Regions from separate parts of the Ovis aries genome. Here region 1 is linked to region 2. The links are chromatin contacts, called in public Hi-C maps. All regions are on one chromosome and are shown on one strand. The core of a region is the stretch at or near the end of the contact, and the rest is flanking DNA. Distances in the headings are between cores, read along the strand shown. Region 1 overlaps RNF220 (ring finger protein 220). Region 2 overlaps RNF220 (ring finger protein 220).

The links. Hi-C and Micro-C count contacts between places; a contact is called where the count stands out from the background.
Region 1: a contact with region 2 is called in a Hi-C map of hypothalamus, with 3 times the contacts expected there. The contact joins two enhancer-like sites. A contact is called at or near these places in 4 of 16 Hi-C or Micro-C datasets (hypothalamus, liver, muscle and 1 more).

What each region holds. Positions count from the first base shown.
Region 1 is chr1:19,325,625-19,330,437 of ARS-UI_Ramb_v3.0, reverse strand. It overlaps RNF220 (ring finger protein 220), which reads right to left. Exons shown (of 15, transcript XM_060403282.1): 14 at 4,714-4,788; 15 at 2,964-3,959. The coding sequence ends at 3,888. It overlaps TMEM53 (transmembrane protein 53), which reads left to right. Exons shown (of 3, transcript XM_027969131.3): 3 at 1-1,243. The coding sequence ends at 436. Among named protein-coding and RNA genes, the nearest start is that of TMEM53, 19 kb to the left of the region's middle. Within about 2 kb of position 1,802, at least 10 of the 54 cell types and tissues checked have an H3K27ac peak or open chromatin away from gene starts, as enhancers often do. A contact at or near this core is called in hypothalamus, where this site is marked.
Region 2 is chr1:19,278,487-19,282,989 of ARS-UI_Ramb_v3.0, reverse strand. The region is part of intron 2 of RNF220 (ring finger protein 220); the gene reads right to left. LOC105607754 (a long non-coding RNA gene) reads left to right here. Exons shown (of 5, transcript XR_001028529.5): 4 at 330-4,503. Among named protein-coding and RNA genes, the nearest start is that of TMEM53, 67 kb to the left of the region's middle. Within about 2 kb of position 2,754, at least 3 of the 54 cell types and tissues checked have an H3K27ac peak or open chromatin away from gene starts, as enhancers often do. A contact at or near this core is called in hypothalamus, where this site is marked.

The DNA of each region.
Region 1 (4,813 bases), core at 553-3,052, 48 kb before region 2:
CAACCTGCTGGGGGCTCTGCGGGCACTGGCGGTCGTCCTAGAGCACCGGCCTGCTGCGCTCCGCCTGCTGCTCCTGGTGGCCTTCGCCCTGGTGGCCTTCCTGTTCCATGTCCTGCTCGCGCCACTCACCGCCCTCTTCCACACGCACTTCTATGACAGGCTGCTCGATGCAGCCTCTCGCTGGCCCGAGCTCTACCTCTATTCCAGGGCTGACGAGGTGGTCCTGGCCCGGGACGTGGAGCGCATGGTGGAGGCACGCCTGGCACACCAGGTCCTGGTGCGCTCTGTGGACTTCGTGTCGTCTGCACACGTCAGCCACCTCCGCGACTACCCTACTTACTACACTACCCTCTGTGTCAACTTCATGCACAGCTGTGTCCACTGCTCAGGTCCTTGCCCTCCCCACCTCACCTCTGCTCCAGAAATAAATGCCTGACTCTTCCCCACAACCTACATCCATGGGTGGGGTCCTCTGCTGGTACAGCTCCCTGCAGCTCTCGGGGTCTTTGTGGTCCCTCTGTCCTGGGGGACCATGTCGGTCTGTTTACCCCAAGATCCTGGGGGCAGTAGTGCCTGTGCAGGTCTCCGCAGGAGCCTTGCAGCTCTTGTGTTTGCTAAGTGCAACAGTCAGGCTGCTGGTTCCTGTGGCATTTAGGCTGTGAAGGGTTAATAAAGCTGGGGGTGGGGTGAGGCTAAGCCCCAGCATTGATTGATCTTTGATTCCTTGAATGGAAGGTGAGCTTTGCAGGGAGGTGTCAGAAGGTAGGGGAAGGGGCTGTGATCTGTGCTCCCAGGACCTGGAAGGGCAGGCAAAGCCCCCCCAAGCCTGGAGCAAAATCCCCTAGGATCCCACTTGGCAGTTCACTCAGGCTTCTCATTGCCAGGGAGTCTGAGGTGGAAGCCATATGGGGAGCTGACAGGTGGGGGATCTGTCCAAGATCTACTACACTTTGCCAGAAAGCCACTGGACCCAGGGAAGTTGCAAGATGTGTGTGGAGTGGGCAGAGGGTGTGGGGAGCAGGAAGACAGCAGCCCCAGATGGGAGCTGGGACAAGCTGAGTCAGGAGTTCTGAAGACCAGAACCATTGGCCTTCATCTCCTTGAGGGAGACCCACTTGGATCCTCTGTAGACAGGAGCAGTGGCTTCAGCCTTAGAATTCTGTATCATCTATCATCCTGTAAGTCACTGCTGCACAATACTGGCACATAGTAGGCATTCAATAAATTTGTGTTGATTGATTGAGCTTACTGTGGTGATCCCTTCCCAGGTGGCGCTGGTAGTAAAGAACCCGCCTGGCAAAGCAGGAGACATGAGGTGCAGGTTCCATCCCTGGGTCGGGAAGATCCCCTAGAGGAAGGCATGGCAACCCACTTTAGTATTCTTGCCTGGAGAATCCCATGGACAGAGGAGTGAGCCTGGCGGGCTACAGTCCATAGGGTCACAGTGAGTCAGACATGACTGAAGTGACTTAGCACACTGTGGTGATCAAGGGACTTGGGGGCCAGGGACGGGCTTTGAAAGTTTGACAGTCAGTGAAGGAGATGGCTGGAAGAGCTCTGTGTGGGAGCTGACCCTGACAGTCTCAGGGCTGATGCACCTTCTGTCTCCAAAGCTCAGCTCTCCCTGCATGGCCTCAGCCCTGTGGGATGGCCCCTCAGCTGCTGCAGCCCGTTCCTTCTGTGTGGCTGCATTCCTAGCCATGGCCAACAGGTGGCAGTGCTGCCTGTGCCATGAGATGGAACTCAAGGCTCCCACAGCAGGGCAGGTTTCACGCCCTCACTCTGGGTTAATGTCTTCTATTAGAGAGCATTTGGCCCCGGGGGGTGAAAGTAACCAGCCATCAAGGACCTACTGAGTCCAAGGCAGGGAGAGGGGAGAGTAGAAATCCGATAGGAGCCAGCCTGATGGGAACTGGGCGGCGTCCACTTCTCTTCTAAACCCTCTACTGTCACGAGCTGCTCTGCTCAGGCCACATACATTTTCCTAGAGACTTGGGCTCCAGGATCCTTGCTTTCAGAATATTTGGTGCCATCAAGCTGGGCCTGGCACTGTGAAGGGCCTTCACTGGACTCCAACCAGGGTGATTTGTCTTTTGGGTGCAGAGGTGGGCAGGAACTGGCAACTGGACCTGATTCTATAGTATTCACTGCGCATCCCAGAGATGGGTGTGTCTAAGATTTGGGAGGCGGGGTCTGGTGTGTGAGAACATGTGAAAGAAAGGAGTCTGGAGTCATGAAGATACTCTGGGGTGTTGAATTTTAGCAGAATCTTCTGTCAAAACAAGCTTTCTGTGGTGGGCAAGACCTCCTCTGCAGCTCTGAGCACCTGCCCGAGCACCCAGTTGCTCACTCCCTGGTACTGGTCAGCCATGGGGATCACCACTTGACCAAGCTCCATCTTAAGTGCTGGCTGTCCAGCCTCAGTTCCCTGACTTGAGGGTCCACCTTGGATAAAGGGGGTTCTTACTGTTCGTTTATCTGGGCAGTAGCTATAGCAGGCAGTGGTCACTAGGATGGAAAGCAGACGCCGCCACAGGGGACTAAGATGCTGACTTTGGTCCCTGGATCACTTCAAGGGACTAGAAAGGGACAGAGGTTTGGGGATTATGTTTTCACTTGAGCTTACAGCCTGTTCCAGCCCTAGACCAGGGGATAGAGCTTGCATCCCCTCGGTACCCCCAAGCTCTGACCTCTCCTGTGATTAATGAGCTGACGATTCTGCATCGATAAGGAATTAACCTGGAGCCCCTACCCATCAATAGTCAGGAGTCCAGGTCCTGGCCCCACCCCCCCACACCCAACAAGGCTCCAGGGCCCCTGAACAGACTAACCCCACACTGCCTCACAAAGCCATAGCCAAGTCCTTTTCCCCACATGGCTGCCAGGAATTAACCCCTTAACTGCCTCTGTTCCTACCACCTCATCATCTTCCCCTCCCTGTACACATACACAGAGACAGCAGCTGTTTATACTGGTTTAATCCATGTCAAATGTAGTTTACAAAGGGAAAGGACAAGTACCTTTGTATAGAATATACAGACACAGCATCACACCATGGGGCCCACAGGGCAGGGGAGACCACACTTTTCCCGGGAAGACCACACTTTTCCCGGGAAGAGCAGCTCTAATCCCAGGAAAGGTTCTCTGCGGAAGGCTGGGGAGCCAGAAGCACCCTTTGTCCAGCCCAGTCTCAGCCCCTGCTTCAGCTCGGTTCCCACGCCTGTGCCTCCCCCCTCCCCCAACTCCTTACCAAGAGCCCCAGGAGCTAAGACTAAGGAGAGGATCACGTCCCTTGGGGCACATGCCCCACGTCTGGGAGAAGAAATATACACCACTGAACAGCGAGCACATGGGAGAGGGGAGGGACTGGGAAGGAGTGAGGCAGGCACCCCAAGGCGGATGGGCCGAGCCCCCAGCCAGCCCTCAAGGAGGCGCTGCCTCCAGGCCTTCTTAACAAAAGAAGAAAATCATACAACCAGGGGATGGGGAAGGGGCGGGGGGGGGGGGGGGTAGCTGTCCCATTTATACACAACATTGTAAACATACAGAGTCTATATTACATGTGCTTCAGTCTGGTGTTTGCATGTCTGTCCGTCTGGGGGCTGGATCTCAGGAGCCTTGCTTGACAATACTCCCCCCACCCCCACCTCCCTGCCCCACTCTGGGAACAGAACCTGGAACAGGTATGACCCCCAATCTTGGTGGGAGCCAGCAGGCAGGGCCTGGGCCTCAGCCTCCATTCTGGCTCCAGAGTCCTGTGTGTGTGCATGTTCATGTGTGTGCATGTATGTACATGGGGAACCTGTGTGCAAGTATGTACAAGGGGGCGTCTCGTCGCAGGTGGGGCAGGCGTGGCGCTGGAGCAAGGCCTGCTTGGGGTGGCCGGCTCACAAGTAGATTCTCCGCAGGTCTCCAGGCGCTGTGATGGTGTTGCACTGGGGGCAGAGCTTCTTGGCGCCCTGCGGGGAGAATGGGGCAGGGCAGGGCCCTCTGGTTAGACCCCGGCCCACACATTTGATCGTGTGCACCCAGGCCTGCAGCCATGTCTCCCTGCACCCGATGTGTGCTGGGACTTTGGACTGGTCCTGTCCACGAGGGCTGGGGAGGCCTGGGCAGCCTCTGTGAGCAGGCAGGCACGCTCCTGTGTTGGGGGGACGCCAGGATCAAACCGCCTGGCTAGGCCCGCAGCGGGAGCCCCGGTAATGAGAACAAGGCTGGGTCCAGCTGTGGCTGCCGCGGCCCTAACGAGATTACACGAGGCCTTTGATCAGGACACAGAGCCCACGTCCGGGCCTTTTATTGCTGTCTCCGGGCGACATTTTAATGGCTGCTCCTGAGCGAAGAACAGGGGCAGGAGCAGAAGGAGCTTAGTAATGGGAGGGGGAGGGGCTGAGGCCCTGGTCCTGCTTACCCACACCCAGCCTCCTCCTGACCGGGGATCTCACTGCTATGTGTAACACGGGGGCCCTCCAGGGTGGGGGCTGGGAAAGGGAGCAGAGACCCCATGGTTGGGGAGAACTGGATAAGCCTGGTGTGGGGGAGGGGAGAGGCTCATGAGCTTGGGGATGAGTATCCTGGAATCAGGCTGTGGTCTGTGGTTCTGCTCTGCCTGCTCCTTGTTCTTCCTCCCCCCGAGGGAGGCTCAAGCATTAGCATGGACCTCTGGGCAGTAACCCGAAAGGCTACCCACTCCCAACCCCCAGACCACTTCACCAGGGTCCGCAGCCAGCACTCCTCACAGTGCACATGCCAACACTGGATGGACGTCAGAGGCATCGAGTATGAGTCCTAGGGAGAAGACCGGCAGAGAAGG
Region 2 (4,503 bases), core at 1,505-4,004:
TTAAGAGTAGGGGAGATCACCTAGGGCGAGAGGGTACAGTAAGAAGAGGCTGAGGAATTCCAACAGGTAGAAGAAGTTTTAGTCACTGAAGACTAAAAACAGCCAAGAGGAGGATGAAAACAAGGTGATGTCATCAAAGGCAAGAAGGGAAGGGTGAGTGGGGAGCATGGTCCATAGGGTTGCGTGCTGCTGAGAGGTTAAGAACATAAGGCATGCAAAGTGTCTCTTCCACCCATCGAGTCCACAGTACAACCATCTACCCCACCTCATCCAGCCAAGCCACCACTCTCCCCTCTCACTCGTCTGCCTCTTCCTTCTCTTCTCTCCAGAAAACCGTGATTGGTGCCTCTGTGAGCGTGGGACAGGAAGAGTTAACTTGCTGACAGACGGCATTTTTTACCTTCAGTCAATATGAACAAGGCCCCAAGACTATGATTCCAAACATCTGGATTTCATCAATATGTGATCTGTCATCGTATATTGGCATTCCCCAGTCCCCGCGCCAGAGCAATGCGGCTGGTTTTATTAATACGTCAAATACATTATCCGTGTAATACACTTGTCTGGCTGGGGCCTCCCGCTGGGGCGGGGCGGCGGATTTGAATGTATGATGAATCAGTTTGCATTACATGTTCGTAAGTCATCATTTGTCAGGATTAATAGGCATCCCTGGTCGAGGGGGTGGGGGTGGGGCGGGCAGAGGAGAGACGTGTGTTTAGCTATGGCCCATCCTTATCTGCCAGTGCCCAGGGATGCCCTGAAAACAGCTCTGCACTCTCCTGCCCAGACCCCAGGGCAGTGGCTGGTGGTCTGGTGATATTTTTTAGCAGTTCCAGAGTCACTTGGAAGCAAAGAGGCCTATTTGTCTCTGCTTTGGGCTTGCCATGCAACCAAAAAGGGTATGGCAGGGACCGTTTGCACAGACTGACTAACTCTTGCTCATCCTTTAAGACTCTGAATTCTTTCTTCCAGGGAGCCTTTCCTGACTCCTCCAGACTGCACTAGGTGCCTCCTCTGTGTTCCCATAGTTTCCTGTGCTACCTCTGGTCACACAGTGTTACAGTTGCCTATCATGTATCTGTCACTCTCTTTAGACTAAATTTCTTGTGGGCAGGGAATAACTTGTTTATTGCTATAGTCCCAGAAGATCCCCTGGAGAAGGGAATGGCAACCCACTTCAGTATTCTTGCCTGGAGAATCCTACGGACAGAGGAACCTGGAGGGCTACAAAGAGTCGGACATGACTGAGTGACTAACACTTTCGACTTTCAGTATTTTGCAGAGGGCGTAACCCAAAGTAAGACAATATTAGTAGTTTAAGTAGAAACAAATACATATTCCTTGAATGAATGAATAAATGATTGTTGACCTTGCTAAATCCCCAGAAGGCGCGGATGTTAGCTGGGAGATGTTGTGGAGGTTTTATCTGGTTCCTTGCCTCTACCTTGCCCCTGGTCTGATCATCTATCTACTGTACACGATCTTCTTCACTTGCTCCTCTTCCTGCTATAGGGAAGACTCCCTCACAGCACCAGGTTGCTTACAGGTGACATATAAACTCAGGATCCACAGGGTTGACATGTTCATGCCCACATGCCCTTGCCATCTTCCCTTCCCTCTACTCTGCTGGCAGAAACCCAGATTGGTATTGCCCGCTCCATATGGCCTCCTGCCAGCTCCAGGTTCTTGTAAAACTGCAGCCGCGCTGATGCCCTGACCCCTATTGTGATGGATACTATTTACTGTCTATAGCAATGGAGGGGGCATGGCTCTTGGGGGGCCAGTAGCCAACATCTGCAAGACAGCCAGGTGGAGGTCAGCCTGTGGGTAGTTGAGGCTCGCATGTGGGCTGGAGCTGGAGCTAAGGACTGTGGGCCAAGGCACAGTTAAGCTCACTGAGTCTTGGGCATGGACCCTAAACCCTTGACCCCATGAGCCTTTGCTTCAGCCAAGAGCACCAGCCAGCCTGTTTAGAGGCTGTCGGGGCTTCAAGGGTCACAGCTATTTCATACCACTGAACTTGGCTGCCCCAGACACAACTGCAGCCTCTCTCCTCTTAGCTAACTTCCCCTTGTCCCTTAGCTAATCACTTCCAGACAGTGCCCTGTGCTGGGCCAGGCCTGTGGTGGGTGGGGCAGGTGGGCCTCCCAGAGTTCCCTGGGATTAGGCTTTATTATAAACTGCAGAAAAGGGCCCAGTTCAGGAAAACATCCACATATGGACATGCACAAATATCCTCTCAAATGTCTGGACACACACATGTGCGCGTGAGCACTGGCACACCCAGGTGCTCAGACAAGTGTGGGTATTTGTTCCCATCTAGACAAATGCATGTGAGCACAGGCATACATGCAAGCGTAGACTGAGTCCACCCGGACACTCCCTGGCATGTCCACAGACTTCACTCCCCTCCAGCATCTTCCTTGCCATGAAGCCAAAATGTTAGGACTGGACTGTGTAAAGCAAAGTAAATCCAAGTGTGCTTTACCCCCTGCTGGCTCTGACTATGGGCTTATAAAAATGAAGTGGGAACCTCCGCAGCTGTGGGCAGTAAATCCTGAACCGCCAAGGAGGCCAGTGTTACCTGCTTTCTCAGCTCACGGGGGGAAGTTGGGGCACTGATTACAAGTGCCTGCAGGGTGGGACGGGCAGCGGGCCAGCTGCTTGGCCTCGGGCACTGCCTGCTAGCCCAGCCCCGGCCAGCTGTCTCCTACAGACCTGCGGGGTGCAGAGACCCAGAGCCCTGGTGGGGGCGGGGTGGAGGTATGCAAGGGCCAAGAGAGGAAGAGAAGTAGAGGAGAAGGGCTGGGGTGGGCAGAGTGAGCAAGACAGCCACGTGCTGCTAAGGCTGAGGGGAGCCCTCGCATCTGGAGATCAATTAGCATCAATTACTGACTTCATTTAATTGTCGTCCAAGATGAATTTGTCATTTTTAGCTGGAAATTAATGGGAGACCTTCACCTCTCCCTGGCAGCAGCCGCAGAGCCAACAGCGGTCACCTCAGCCTCCTAGGAGCCTTGAATCCTGCTTGGGGTTGGGGCCAGGCGCGGGCAAGCAGCAGCGGGGCTTCTGCTCCCTGGGCAAACTCTGGCCTGCCCTCGCAGTCCAGTCAGCATGGCCCACTGCAGCCCAGGGCCACGGTGGGGGCTGCGGGGCCTGCGGAGCAGTCCTTTGCAGCCTCTGTCTTCGGCCAGAAATTAATTTGCTGGGCTGAGCATGTTTACCTTTTCCCAGCAAAGGCGAGACAGTAAACAGCGGACCGGCGGCTGAAATTGAATTGATAACTGCATCAACGTGCCAGATAACGCCTAAAATAATACGCCGATAAGGAAATTCGATTTGATTTGCTGCTGCGCATCAGATTGGCCCCATCTGTAGCTGCCTGTAATCATTTTCAATTGCGTTGGGAAACCTTATTTGTCCTTAAATATTTCTGTCATTTTTCATTGCTGGCGACAGATCCTTGGGCAGGTGGCAGGGGTGCGCTGCCTCTGTGGGCGCGGGGCGGCGGCCCGAGGAGGAGGGGTGGCGCGGACTTGCGCGGAAGAGGCAGGGAGCGGGCAGCCGGGCGGTGACAGCTGTTCCTCCAATCAATCACACTGTCGACAGGGAGGGACGACTGGCTGGCAGAAATTGAGTTTGCCTCACAGGGGACGATTGAGCAAATTAATAGCCCATTAGCCAAGCAGTGACCTGAGAAATGAAGGTGCAGGGGTTCCTGCTCACTCAGGCCGGCTGGGGTGGGGCAGGGCAGGAGGAGGGTTTGGGGAGGAGAGAACTGGGGAGGAGGTGTGGGAAGAGGAGGGAAGGATTCAAGGATGGGATGGGAGAACAGATGGGCAGGACATGGACTGCGGAGTGGATGGTGCCAGAGGGGTGATGTCAAGCCAGGGAGATGGGCGAGGGACGCAGAGGGTCCTAGGAGAGATGCTGGGAAAAGAGGGGGCAGAGTGGGCTCTTGACGATGTTCCTACCATGCACTCTGGGACCTAGTACCTTGGCAGTAAACTCCTCTGCATCCTTGCTCCCTAGATGCTCCCTTTACTTCCTCTCTTCTTTTTCCTGGAAACATCACTTATATTCCCTGGTGACATCACTTCCCTGTGTCCTCTCCAACTCCAGGTTCCTCAGGCCAGGAGGTGGGGTCAGTGTCTCGCTTAGTGCCTACTGCTGCTTTCAGACCACTGCTTCTCCACCCAGTGGACCCTGAGGGAAAGTACCACCCTGCATCCCTCATCGCTCTTATCCGCCTTCTCCATATCTGCCTAGGACTTTGACACTCACCTGTCACCCAGGTGACACCTGCCCTGATCTTGTCAGCTCCTGTTGTTTCTTCCTGTATTCCACATCCTCCTGGAGGACCTTGCCAACAACCAAAATTGTTCTGTGAAAGAACTCCCTCGCCCCAAGCCCTCTCATGGCCTTGGACCCTCTCTCTCCTCCTCTTATCTCCCCAGACCACTTACTCATGGCTTCTAGCCTGGACCCCAGGGTGCGTCACTG